Regions from separate parts of the Mus musculus genome. Here region 2 is linked to region 1. A link is a contact called in public HiChIP or PLAC-seq data. All regions are on one chromosome and are shown on one strand. The core of a region is the stretch at or near the end of the contact, and the rest is flanking DNA. Distances in the headings are between cores, read along the strand shown.

Region 1 (6,547 bases), core at 2,496-4,995:
GTTTGCTCCTAGACACTTTCAATGACCACTGTTTGGTAGCTGCAAGGGAGTCTGCATAGTAGAACAATTCTTTTAACCTACAAACACATAGATCTTAGGGAGCAATAAAAAAAAAGAGGTGAATTAATATTGCAACAGCAATTTTCTCAACCTGCGTCATACTAGTGGTAAAAATTATTAATTTAAATACTTTTATTCTATCTTACTTCACCAATGAGAACCTATAACACATATTTTATATTTTGGAGGTGTCATTCATAAAATAAGGTGAATTTAGAACTTACTAGAAGGAAACTAGAATTACAGAGACAAAGGAGGCCAAGATATACAATTACTGATTTAGGTCTCCTGTTATTCATTATTAATAGTAATTTCTTTGGTATTTAAACTGAAATATAATTTTTCTCTTGAAAATATTTGCCTAAAAAAATAAAAATTTATTTAAGGAGATAAAGAATGCTTTAGATGGCTTGAAGAGAATATGTCCAGACCCCATCTGTGTGTTTTGTGTATTTTTCTGAAGTGATGATGTCTTAGTCACTGTTTTATTGCTGTGAAGAGACACTATGACCAAGGCAACCATTATAAAAGAAAGCATTTAATGGGGAGGGCTTGCTTACAATTTCAGAGGCTTAGACCATTATCACCACATCTGGGAGCATCATGGTATGTGGGCAGACATGGTGTGGAGAAGGAGCTGCGAGCTCTACATTCTGTTCCAGAAGCAACAGGGAGGGAGAGGAGAGGAGAGGAGAGGAGAGGAGAGGAGAGGAGAGGAGAGGAGACGAGACAGAGACAGAGACAGAGACAGAGACAGAGACAGAGACAGAGACAGAGATGACAGAGACTGACTGCTGGCCTGGTGTGAATCCTCAAAATGACACACTTCCTCCAACAAGGCCACACCTCCTAATCCTTTCAAATAGTTCCACTCCCTGATGACTAAACATTCAAATATATGAGCCTATGGGGGGCATTTTTATTTAGACAGACAGTCTATGGCTTTCGCTAACATAGTTTTCAGTGTAAAGGCACTCCTTTAGAATTATTGTTTATGAGCCAACACATAATCACATGCTATGTTTGCATCACTAGATTTTTAATGCCCATATTCAGAGTTCTTGCAGCCCATTGGAACAAGGGCACATTATTTGAAATGGCTATAGCTCTGATTTTAAAAAGAATTCTAAGGGCTGAAGAGGTAGCTCAGTGGTTAAGAACACTTGCTGCACTTTAAGAAGACTTGAGTTCGGTTCCCAGCACCGATGTCCGGTGGTTCACAACCACCTTTAACTATGCCTTCAGGGAATATCATGCTCTCTTCTGATCTTCTTGGGTACCCCTCTTCCCCAAACACACATGTGGTGCACACATACACACACATACATGTAAATAAAAATAAAATTTAAAATACTGTATTTTGTATTCTTTACTAATTTTTTTCTAATTAATCTAACTTAGTGACTTTCACTATATTCAAGTAGGCAACTTCTACATCACCTTTAAACTGTTTGTATAATATTGAGGAATGGATTGAAGTAAGATCTCATCTAGTCTCATCTAGCTAATAAGGGTTGCATTTTAAGGAATTTTGAGACTGAGATGAAATGTAAGGATTTTGAAAAATAAGCCAAAAAGCTATCACAGAGTATCTTCAAAATACCTTTTTTTTTTTTTAAATGAGTTTCTTTCCAGGACCAGATAGTGGAAAGGGTCTTGGTGGCAGGCCATCCCCTGTGATGTCAGAGCCTTGCCAGGCCCCAGAGGGGCTGTAAGCATTTGAGTTGAACTCTGCTGAAGGGCACTGATAGGACACACAAGCAGCTTTCAAACCTGTTTTCAGAGCTACATGGACCCACTGAAATATCAGCATTGAACATCAGGGTATTGTCATGTGTGTGGGCTTTTGTCATTCTGAAGCTTATTTTTGCCAACTTTTCAGACTGGAATGATAAAGAAATACTTGATTGGGCTACTCCACCTCTTAGTTTTATTCTTTTAGTCTGTGTTCCCACAGCCCCAACATTATTGCCTTGCTGCTGAGGTTACTAGAGATGCATCCCCTAGCTTGAAGTGAAAGCTCTGTACAGAACTGCTCGGAAGAGGAGGTACCAAGCAAATACAGGGAATCTGCAGATCGGTGGATTTTCCCATAGTTCCTTGCAGGATACACAAAGCTGCAAAGCTGCAAGACACACATTTCTAGTTTATGTCAGAAGGAGCAGCATACATATACATACACAGATATATGTATATCTGTGTATGTGTGTGTGTGTTTGCGAGTGCATTCACAAGCGTATGCGTGCGCATGTGTGGTTCATGTATATGAATGCTCTATTTGCATGTGTGGCTGCATGACAGAAGAGGACATCAGGTTCCTTTGTGGATGGTTGTGAGCCACAACATGGGTACTGCGAATTTAGGAACTCATGACCTTTGGAAAAGCAGTCAGTGGTCTTAACTGCTGAGCCAGTTATTACTCTAGCCCTGGATAGGCCCAATATCTAACCCTGTAATGAACATGTAATTTAAAGACCCTGCACTGAATGCTGATCAGGTTGTTTTCAAATCTAAGTGGGCCATCGGTACTGTTTGTGCAGCCTGGGAAGCCTGTAGCATCAGTATCTACTCCAACTGCATGTGGGCAGGGGATTGCAACTTTGATGAACTAGGCTATGTTTCTGGAAAAAACAAACAAACAAACAAACAAACAAACAGGTGTCCTATTTGACTAAACAGACTTCTATGCCTTGGTATCACTCTTCAGGGTTGGTACCCCCATGGGATACTACATTCATCACCATGTTTTTCTGAAGCAGCCTTTCTGACCTACGGGACTTCCTGAGTTGTATGCTGCTCAGACATCCGGGCATGATCTGCCTTGTTTCCAAAGCTTTTGTGGTGTTATTGGCATGTTAATTATTACAGCAAATGATAAAATGTGCAAAATGGTCTCTCCCCTTAATGACATAAATAAGTGAAGCAATTAATTTTACACAATAAAAACAAGCAATACAATAACTTACAAATTTGGAGTTTCTTCATTATTACATCAAGTTGCAAAATGGAAACATGTAATTTCAAAAGGCTCATAAGTAAAAATGGAAACACAGCTGATGCCACATCCGCTTGTGGGCTGCAAAATAATGTGGGGTTTTGCGCAGTGTGGAACAGTCAACATCTTTTAGACACACCAGGCCAGATACATTCCGAAACTATAAATCTTCGAGCCATCCCGACGATCTAAGCCATTTATGTGCTGTAATGAAAAACAAAACAGCTTTGTGTTGCTCTCTCATGTGAGTTTGGCATTCTCGGAGTTGCCTTGCTTAGGACACTCAGCTCCACTTATCTGTAGTTGCAGAAGCCGCAAGCCTGTGATTGATCTTGTAACTCCAATATCTCAAGAGATAAGCAGGGAAGCAAATTCCCCGGAGAGGGCTGACAACAGTTTTTAAAATGAAATGTGTATACACCAAGCCTGACAAACTCTATTGCCCACCATCTTTGAAACCGTCAGTTTCCGGGGTGACATTTGATTCCATGTGTTTGTTTTGGTGAGTGAGAAAGTAACACATATTTTCTTTGACATCTTGCACAATTTCGCAAGTATTCAGGGCACATTCCCTGCTTTGCATGGAAAATGTATTTGCGCAGTTGTCAGAATGATGGACAGGGGAGCGAATGGTAGGACAGAGCGTTGATCTTTGCTTGTTATTACATACAATAGCCTGGTAGGAATCGTGATGTGTTGGTGAGACAAACTGTGTCCCATTCTGGAACATATTAAGTTTGTCTCCAGGACACACATGACTTCGCTAGGGTGACGAACCTCATTCATAATAGATGCTAATCTTTTCAGGGCTGACTGATGACAGCACTTCCTGCCCTTCATGGAATTAGAGCGGGGTTTTATCAAAGGACTCAAACTGCCTGCTAATTAGACTAATTCCCTTCATCATGAATTATTTATTTCCATTGGTAACCGATCACTGTGACATTAATGGGTTCTGCTCAGCTTAGTTTCATACCAATACACGCTAGGAGTTAAATGTTTAAAAATTCCTGATACTTCAGCCCAGGTCAAGTGTATCTCTAATATTTGACAGGTTTGATGGAGCTTCGATGATTATGTTTTAGGAGCAAATAAAATGGGATGGAGTTTGAGATTTTGTTTAGACAGGAAAACAAATCCATCTCTTCCTTTGCTCAGGTGTCTCCTTGCTTGGCTGGAACATGCCATACTATGTTGGGCTGTATACTCTGGGCTGCAGAGAAATTTGCCAAGGCCACACTAGTGCATAAAGTAGGCATGAGTTAGCCAGATAGAAGTGATATTTCACTCTTTATTAATATCCTTTGATGCAAAATTAAGAGTGTTGTTAATCTTGTTAACTCATTTATAAGTGCACTATTTTTTTCTTTCTATTGATACAGGCATTTAATGTGTGCCCTGACTGGTCTTGAACTCCGTAGACTAGGCTAGCCTCATATTCACAGAGATCTGTTTAACTCTGCTTCTCAAGTACTGAGATTAAAGGTGTATGTCACTATGCTTGGCTTTATAAGAAAACAGTTTAAAAAAATATAATCTTTTATTAAAGAGCTGAATGGTTCACCTGTTAACATCTAAGTTATATATCTATCAGTATTTCTCAGTGTGATACCCAGCCCATAGAGGCACTGCTGCTAAGAACAGAGAGCTTCCTGGGCCTCGAGTGACCTGTTAAAACAGCAGTTTTCAACCTGTCGGTCACGACCCCTCTGGGGTCGCATATCAGATATCCTGAATATTAGATATGCACATTACAGTTCATAACAGTAGCAAGATTACAGTTGTGAAATAAGAAGAAAATAACTTTATGGTTGGGGGTCACCACAACACAAGGAACTGTATTAAAGGGTCATAGCATTAGGAAGACTGAGAGCCAGTGTGTTAGAATCTGAGAACGGGGTCTCAGCATTCCATTATCAGCCCATAGCTTAACATGGTGGGATATGCCTGTAATCACAGCACTTAGGAGACTGATACAGGAGGATATGGAGTTTGAGGCTAGCCTGAGCTATGTAGTGAGACTTCAAACCCGATAAAACAAAATAAAACAAGACACCCCACACATGTCATTTGATTCTTGAATAGTGTAAGAGCTACTGACATTGGTTAAATAAGTAGCTGACAGAACACATCTAAACTCCAGAAAACAAACAAGAATCAAAAACTGATCAATAGTTTCTCAGTATTATTAAGCTAGTGTACAAGGCATAGATGCCCAGTGGAAGGGTTGCTTCTGGAATTGGCATCAGCAGCCATTTCATCAACACACAGAGAAGATGCATCGTCTGTAACAAGTGGCCATTAAGTCAGAGCACAAAGGCAGTCTTTGAATGTCAGGCATCACCCCTTGCTCAGGGGACAAGGTGGACAAAGGCCTCGAGGCAGGTGCCCTCACACTCCATGTTCAGAGAGGTAATTGGAGTCAGGTGGAGAGGCTGCTGTGCACACACTAGGCACATGGTCCACAATAGGTACCTTGGTCATTATGGAGTGGATTGTGGGAAATGCTCAGAAAAAAAAAAATAGTGCAAAGAGGGCCGGATAATGAGCAGTAACTGGAGATGTGGTGACAAATGCTGAACAAAGGTGTCATGTTGTCCACAGTGCAATATGTCAAGACCACAAATCACAGGTGCTGTGCAAACAGCTACAGTTTCCACACAAATCTCCCCATCGAGGTGACCGCGACAAGTGGCAGGCACCTGTGTGATCAGAGGGCTGGGCTGCCATCGGAGTCAGTTGTAACAAGGAACAATGTCCTATGCACTCTGACTAACTCCCAGCAAATACCATCATGAGTCTGTTTTAAAGCATAGGGAGTCTTTCAAATTTTCCAGGAAATAGCAACATTGCATAACTGAACTAAAGAAAAAAAATAGTCAAAGGCAGAGAGCCATGAAACCTAAGGAGCATGTTATAGGGGTTTGACTTACAGTTGCATAGTCGGCTGGGTTACTATTGCCTGGAATATGCACGCATAGATTGAAGAGTTATGTATGAACTTTCCCCAGGTTCCCTATACCTAATCTGTCAAAATTAGGCTTCTAAAATTACACCCAAAGGAAGTATGGGTCCACAAAGAGTTTAGAGGTGTTGTGTCAACTATTTATGTGAGCAAGTAGCTCATGGTACCTGAGACCACAGATGCCATGTTTCAACCTGAGGAAAACCAGGGCCTCTCCGGCTGTTAGTGAAGGGAGGAAAACTGAAGTTTTCATTTGTTCCCTTTCTCGTGGCCATGTGCCTTATCTTCAACAGTCTGTTTTCACACAGACAGCCCATACCCCTATTTACATATGTTTGAGAAAACCTTGGAAGCCATTTCAATATCTGACACCCCTCCTCAAGCCACTGGTGTTTAATGCATTGTATTGGTCTGCACATGTCAGTGTATTAAATTGCTCTCCTCTTCCCTCACCCCCTATTCAGTCCTTCTGTGAGTCATTCTGCAGCTGGAGTCATTTCACATTGAGAAGTTCATTCATGTGTTAA
Region 2 (6,547 bases), core at 2,028-4,527, 490 kb after region 1:
CTCTCTCGCTGTTGGCCCTGAGCTCTATTCTTAAAAGCAAGCTTTATCAACATTCGAATGTGCTCGGCACTCATTAGTCCATGAACTAACTCAACGGAACAACAAAACCCCTTTTGCTCCCGCAGTTCCTGGCAACTTCTCTGGTCAACCCTACCTCTGTGTGATCGACCTTCCCAAGGGTATTGGAATCTTTTCCTTGGTGAAGCAACTTGCGATGCGTGATGTCTTTCGATGGCTGGTTAGCCCAGCTTCCTTCCTGTCTCACAACGTCGCTCCAGTGGCCTGCTCACAGGCCGCCTTTTTTAGATGCCTCTGCACCAGGCAACTTGCCGCCAACTTTCCATTTGTTCTAGACCAGAGGTTCTCAACCTGCGGGCCTCAATCCCTTTCAGGGGTGGGGGAGTTGAATAACCCTTTTACAAGGGTCAGTCGCCTAAGACCATTGGAAAACACAGATATTTACATTACAATTCAAAGCAGTAGCAAATTACAGTTGTGAAATAGCAATAAAAATAAACTTATGGTTGGGGGCGGGGTCACTGCAACACGATGAACTATTTTAAAGGGTCCAAGAAAGCATTGGGCCACACTGTTCTCGACCCTGCCCTGTCCAGCCCTCAGATTGTGAATACTCTCCCTTGAGTACTGATTCTGAGAGCGTATCCCTTCATTCTCAGACCTCTGAATTTCTGATGCATGTATCTAATGGACAACGTGGTATCTACACAGGGTGTTTAGTGGCCACTCTGAGCCTACATTCAAAGCTTTTGAAAACAGGGGTGGGGGTAGGGGTGTAGTTTGTTGTTTCCTTATCAGCTTTTAAGAGTCTTTGTATATTTTGGGGGAGTAGTTCAGATACAATCTTTACAAGACACATCGCAAACATTTTCTTCCCATCTGTTGTCTTCTCAGGTTCTTGATGGTACCCTAATGTTTCTGTAGTTTCAGCTATCAATTCTTTCTCTCAGGGACCACGACTTTGGCGTTGGATCTGAAATGTCGCCTAGGCTGTCTCTTGCCCTCTGGCTCTGTTGTTTTGTGCTTTATATTTAGGACTATTATGCATTTTGAGATTTAAGTGAATTTTTGAGAAGGGTGTTTAGATCTTTTTTTAAAAAAGATTTATTTAACATATATGAGTACACTGTACACTGTCTTCAGACACACCGGAAGAGGGCATCAGATCCCATTACAAATGGTTGTGAGCCACCATTGTGGTTGCTGGGAATTGAACTCAGGACCTCTGGAAGAGCAGACAGTGCTCTTAACCGCTGAGCCATCTCTCCAGCCTGTGTTTAGATCTTTTATTTTATTTTTCCAGTCCAGTTGTTCCAGTACCATTGGTCAAAGAGTCTTGCAGTTGTTTGTTTGAGATAAGATAGCTCTGGATGTCCTGGAATTCAATCTATAGACCAGGATGGCCTCAGACTCAGAGATCCACCTGCCTCTGCCTCCTGCATGCTGGGATTAAAGGTATAAGCCACCATACCCGCTGTCCTGTAGTAGATGCTAGAAACAAACAAACAAACAACAAAAACAAACAAACAAAACCCAAAAACAGTTGACTAGTTATTGGTTGTCAACTTGAGAAGATCTAGAGTCCAGGAGAGAAATCACTGGGCACGTCAGTGAGTGAGTTTCCAGAATGGGAGCAGAAGCTGAGCTATTGGGATAGAAGAGATATCGTGACTGTGGTAGGCTGGATCAACAGGCCGAGGTCTCGGACTGAGTACAGGAGAACGTGAGCGGTGCACCAGCATCTGCCTTGGCTTGGGACTACAAATGGAACGTGAACGGCTGCTGCCTCAAGCTCCCGCAATCGTGTTTCCCTACCATGACAGACTGTAGCCCTAGCCTCACAGCAAGAGCCAAAGGAAATCTTTCCTTCAAAACAACATCTCCTCTGCTGGGGGCAGCGGTGGTGCACGCCTTTAATCTCAGCACTTGTGAGGCAGAGGCAAGCAGATCTCTGAATGTAAGGCCAGCCTGGTCTATACAGTGAGCTCTAGGACAGCCAGGGAAAAACGGAGAAACCCTATCCCAAAAAACAAAACAAATGGACAAAAATATCTTATTGTATTTTATGTGTACGGGTTTTTGCCAGGGTGTATATGTCTGTGTACTACTTGTATGCCTAAGGACTTCAGGGGCCGGAAGAGGGCGTTGTATCCCTTGGAACTGGAGTAATGGTTGGTTGTGAGCTGACATGTGGGTGCTGGAAATTGAACAAGGGTCCTCTGGAAGAACAGCCAGTGCTCTTAACTGCTGAGTCAACTCTTCAGCCCTAAACCCTTTCTTGAGCTGTCAAGGCAACCAGAAAAAGTAACTAGCTCAGGTGGATCTGTGTCTGGGTTTGATTGTAAGTCTTTCCTGCATCAATACCATACTGCCACGAACCATAAGCTTTACTGTAAGTCTTAAAAGGAAACAGCCAGTCTGGGGAATGTATTTCTGATGAGATGTGGAGGTCAAATGTGGCTGAGGGCGCAAGTTAAAGTCCTTTGGAGGGAAGGTAAAGCCCTGGCCTTACAGTCTCATATGACGGAGCTACTGAGCACTGGGAATGCACCCAGCATGGTGTGCAGTGTGGGGTGGGATTTGAAGGGCTTAGCACAGTAGCCCTTATCGGAAATACTTAGGACCACAGGTGTTTCAGATTACAGAGTTTCTCAGAGTTCGGAATATTTGCATAGACCTCACTTGATTGAACATATCTAACCCTTAAATCCCAAATGGTTCAAATCCAAATGCCTTTCACATCAGTGCTCAAAACATTTTGGATTAGGGGTGCTTACATTGTGTGAAAGGAAAACATCTAAAACATATTAGTGATTTTAAGGTTGGTCACACATTGAAATAACAGCTTGGGCATCCTTGGTTAAATAAGAGACATTATAAAGATGAATTTTGTTTCTTTAAAAATGTGGCTAGTAGCCAGGTATGGTGGAATACACCTGTAATTCCTGCACCTGTGGTTGTCAAAGACAGGAGGATTCCCAAGTTTGAAGCTAGCCTGGTCCTTAGAGTGAGTTTCAAGCCAGGCCGGGCTACACAGTGAGATCATGTCTCAAAATCCAAAATAATCAGAGCCAAAGTGGCTGTTAGAAACAGACACCAGCCCCCACTACTTCTTTTGGATAGTCAGCTGCAGTTCTGGCCTTTGGCAGCCGGCTTCCTGCTCCCTCCTCCTTCCTGTCTCTCTTCTGCACCACGACCAGCCCGCTCTGGGCTAGGAGCACAAGGCATAACAGCAGATGGGGCAGTGTGCCAGCCGACCTTTTAAAATCTACATCACAATGCATGGCTTGTTTGAAAACTAAGGGCTTTCCACTTAAGCCAGAGTGAGATCCAAAGTCCTGAATCACGTGGAGGTCCTCCTCAGTACACCCTAGCCAGCCACCCGCAGCTGCTGTTCCACAGGGCACCCGGCTCTTGTCAGAGCCTCTGCATTTGCTGTTGTGTGTCTGCCTGGTTGCTCCTGCCATTTTTTTAATTTCAATATTATTAATTTATGGTTTTAATATTATTTTAGTAAAGCACCTACATTTTTGCACTGACAGCTGCATCCTTTCTCTCTTCAGGTCTTGGCTTACACACATGCAGGTATGTCCTCAGACATACATTGCTTTCAAATGGGCCCTTCAGTGAGAAAGTCACCTGATAATATGTATGAGATGGTCTCATTTATGCAAAAATATATGTAGAATTATTCATACATGTAAACTCACGGTTACTATTCAGGAGGACACATACCACATAGTTAACTGAAGTTTCCTCTGGGGTCCTTCTCCACACATTGGTCTGTGACTTCCCTCACAAAGCAATATGAATGAGCAATTTCTCCATGCCAGCTCATATAGATGTACTTTTATTCTTTTTAATGGCTTAAGGCACCCTTTTGTATGGGTGCATTATAATTCACTTTGCCATTTTCCTAAATTGATAGATATTTTAAATTGTTTCCAATTGTTTTTGCCGTTACAATTGAATCTTATTACAGCTGACCAGATTTCAATTCTTTGGACCCCAGAAAATAATTTCGTTTCTATGGGAAGCAGTCTTTTATCATAGCTTCTGAAATGACACATACAGTTAATTCAGTTGTGAAATGTGGCTGGCTTAAGTACTGGCAAGTTTTCACAGGCAGCTTGTATATTGTTGTGATCTTTACCATAACTAACATCTTTACAGTATTAAAGCACATGACTATTTCCTGAAGACCTAATATGTATAATAATGGATGGATAATAGCTCTACCAACTGTTTGAACAATGCAGTTTTCTTTTTAAAACTGAGGTATAACATTTATGATAAAGTGCACAAATGTTGATTAATTTTGTGTGTGTGTGTGTGTGTGTGTGTGTGTGTGTGTGTGTCTGAATGCAGGTGCCCAGGGAGATCAGAAGAGAGTGTCAGATTCCCAGGAGCTAGAGGACAGGCTGGAATGAGCAGCCTGATGTGGGTGCTGAGAATTGAACGTGGGTCTTCTCCAAGATCTGACCTCAGAGCCATCTTTCCAGAATGTGTGCTGTGAAGAAATAATGTTTGGGTATACACATATGTAATATACGTATGTTTAATATATACACACACATACCCGAGTAACAGTTTCACAGATAAAAATATTTAACATTTTCCATATTATTTGAGGAGCAGTTCCTTTGTTTTTTGTTTTCTTTTTTGGAAGATGGGATCTCTGGTGTCCAGGCTGACCTTACATTCATGTGCTTAAGCCTTCAGTGTGCTGAGACAACAGCAGGTCTAGACAGGTACAGCACATTTTTAGTAGGACACTTTAAAAAGCTTACTTCCTTAAAATTTCCAGTTCATATTCTTGGGACAAATTCTTCTTTATGATTCTATGGTGCCAAGAGTTTGGAGAGTCAGGACATTCACTTTATGTCCTGATCACAGCCCCTCCCTTCTCTCCTCCCACTCTTACTGCTACAAATCCCTCCTCACTTTCTCCCTAGGGAAGGCAAGCCCCGTTGGGTACCTCCCTACCCTGTGGGATCTAGTGCTAGCAGGACTAGGCACATCCTCTCCCACTGAGACAAAACCAGGCAGTCCAAGACAGGGCACCCCACCCAATGTCAGGGAATAGACCGAGACAGCCCCCATGCCACTTGTTAGGGGAACCACAGGAACAACAAGCTGCACATTTGCTACAAATGTGTAGGGCCTAGGTCCAGCTCCTGCACGATCCTTGGTGTCTTTAACATTTAATTGGGCTTTTAGGTTCAGAGGTTTAGTCCATTATCATCAAGGGATCCACAAGGATGTTCATAATTTCTCATGTCTACGTAACTTTTTTAAAGGGCTGCTGATAGGCAGCCGAATGGGAAATCCTGTTTTGCCAAAGCCTTTCAAATCTATCCAACCCAAATCAATGGAATCCTCATTGTGGTCTCTCAGATGTGATACTTACCCTTGGAAGGGCCGTTCAGTGCAAACAGTTCCTGTTCTGCACTGGTTTTAAAATTTTTAAAATATAGCAGGAACTAGTGAGCTGTGTATGCAATTTTGGTTAGGGAATATAATTCTGTCTGTACAAGAAAGAGCCATGGAAGAGATAACAGCAGATGGCCTCCATCACTGAGCTGAGAATTTGAGAGTCTGTTTCTTGTTTGGCTGTCGAGGGCCCCTTCATTACCACAGTAGCATTAATGTTGAATAAAATTTTGGAGGTACCCTAGAAGTGCTGCCTCAATTTCAAGTGATAAAATTAACTCTAATTTTCAAATACTAAGCTATAAACTTTGGAATACAACTTATTAGCTCATAATAAACTAATTCTGGGTAGCTTCTGTAGGACAGATCTTTAGGGAAACATAGAAAAATATATTTCATACTTCTCTCCTGTGTGCACTACATACAGGTCTGTTTTGGACACTGAGTGGCTCTCTCCCCAGCCCTTCCACAGGAAGCCATTTAACCTATTAGTGCACCAGTGTTGTTTGGTTACACCTACAAAGACCCCGAGGCTGGAAGAGTAACTGGAATAGGCTGACAGCTAAGTGGAATCCAGATCTGATCAAAAGTCCACTCCATCCTATTGTACTGCATTCACAGTACAGACCAGGAGCAGCAATGCAGCCAAGGCAAGGAGCCAGACTGTTACTGCACAGATGTTAGCTCAGATACAATAGCTTACACTCATTTTTCTTGTCATGGTAAGCAGCGAGGGTAGCTGGACACCCCGGGAGATGCAGGTTCCTGCCATATTGCTCCACTGTCCGTTAGGGCAGGGGTTCTTAACCTTCCTAACCCCGTGACCCTTTAATACAGCTTCTCATGTTGTGGTGACCCCAACCATAATATTACTTCATTGCTACTTCAGAACTGTAATCTTGCTGTTAGGAATCGTATGTAAATGTGTTTTGATGGTCTTGGGCGATCCTATAGGTTGAGAACTGCTGCCTCAGGGTGTTGACCTTGTGCGTATGATTAATGAGTCCTCTCAAAGGAAGAGCAGGGAAGGAACACACATCCAAGTTGCAAATAACCGCCTTTCATCAGCAGCAGGCAGCTCTGACCCTAGAGTAGC

Evidence for each region. HiChIP or PLAC-seq counts read pairs in DNA pulled down with a chosen protein or histone mark.
Region 2: a contact with region 1 is called in an H3K4me3 HiChIP or PLAC-seq map of embryonic basal ganglia, with 4 times the contacts expected there. The contact joins two enhancer-like sites. A contact is called at or near these places in 1 of 15 datasets of contacts at CTCF or cohesin (the NIH/3T3 cell line), 3 of 115 datasets of contacts at active chromatin or transcription factors (cardiomyocytes, embryonic basal ganglia and pancreatic cancer cells) and 1 of 9 other capture datasets (embryonic stem cells).

The regions. Positions count from the first base shown.
Region 1 is chr2:72,594,301-72,600,847 of GRCm38.p6, forward strand. No RefSeq gene overlaps it. Among named protein-coding and RNA genes, the nearest start is that of Gm30069, 18 kb to the right of the region's middle. Within about 2 kb of position 3,746, at least 18 of the 459 cell types and tissues checked have an H3K27ac peak or open chromatin away from gene starts, as enhancers often do. A contact at or near this core is called in embryonic basal ganglia, where this site is marked.
Region 2 is chr2:73,082,819-73,089,365 of GRCm38.p6, forward strand. No RefSeq gene overlaps it. Among named protein-coding and RNA genes, the nearest start is that of Gm39850, 77 kb to the left of the region's middle. Within about 2 kb of position 3,278, at least 48 of the 459 cell types and tissues checked have an H3K27ac peak or open chromatin away from gene starts, as enhancers often do. A contact at or near this core is called in embryonic basal ganglia, where this site is marked.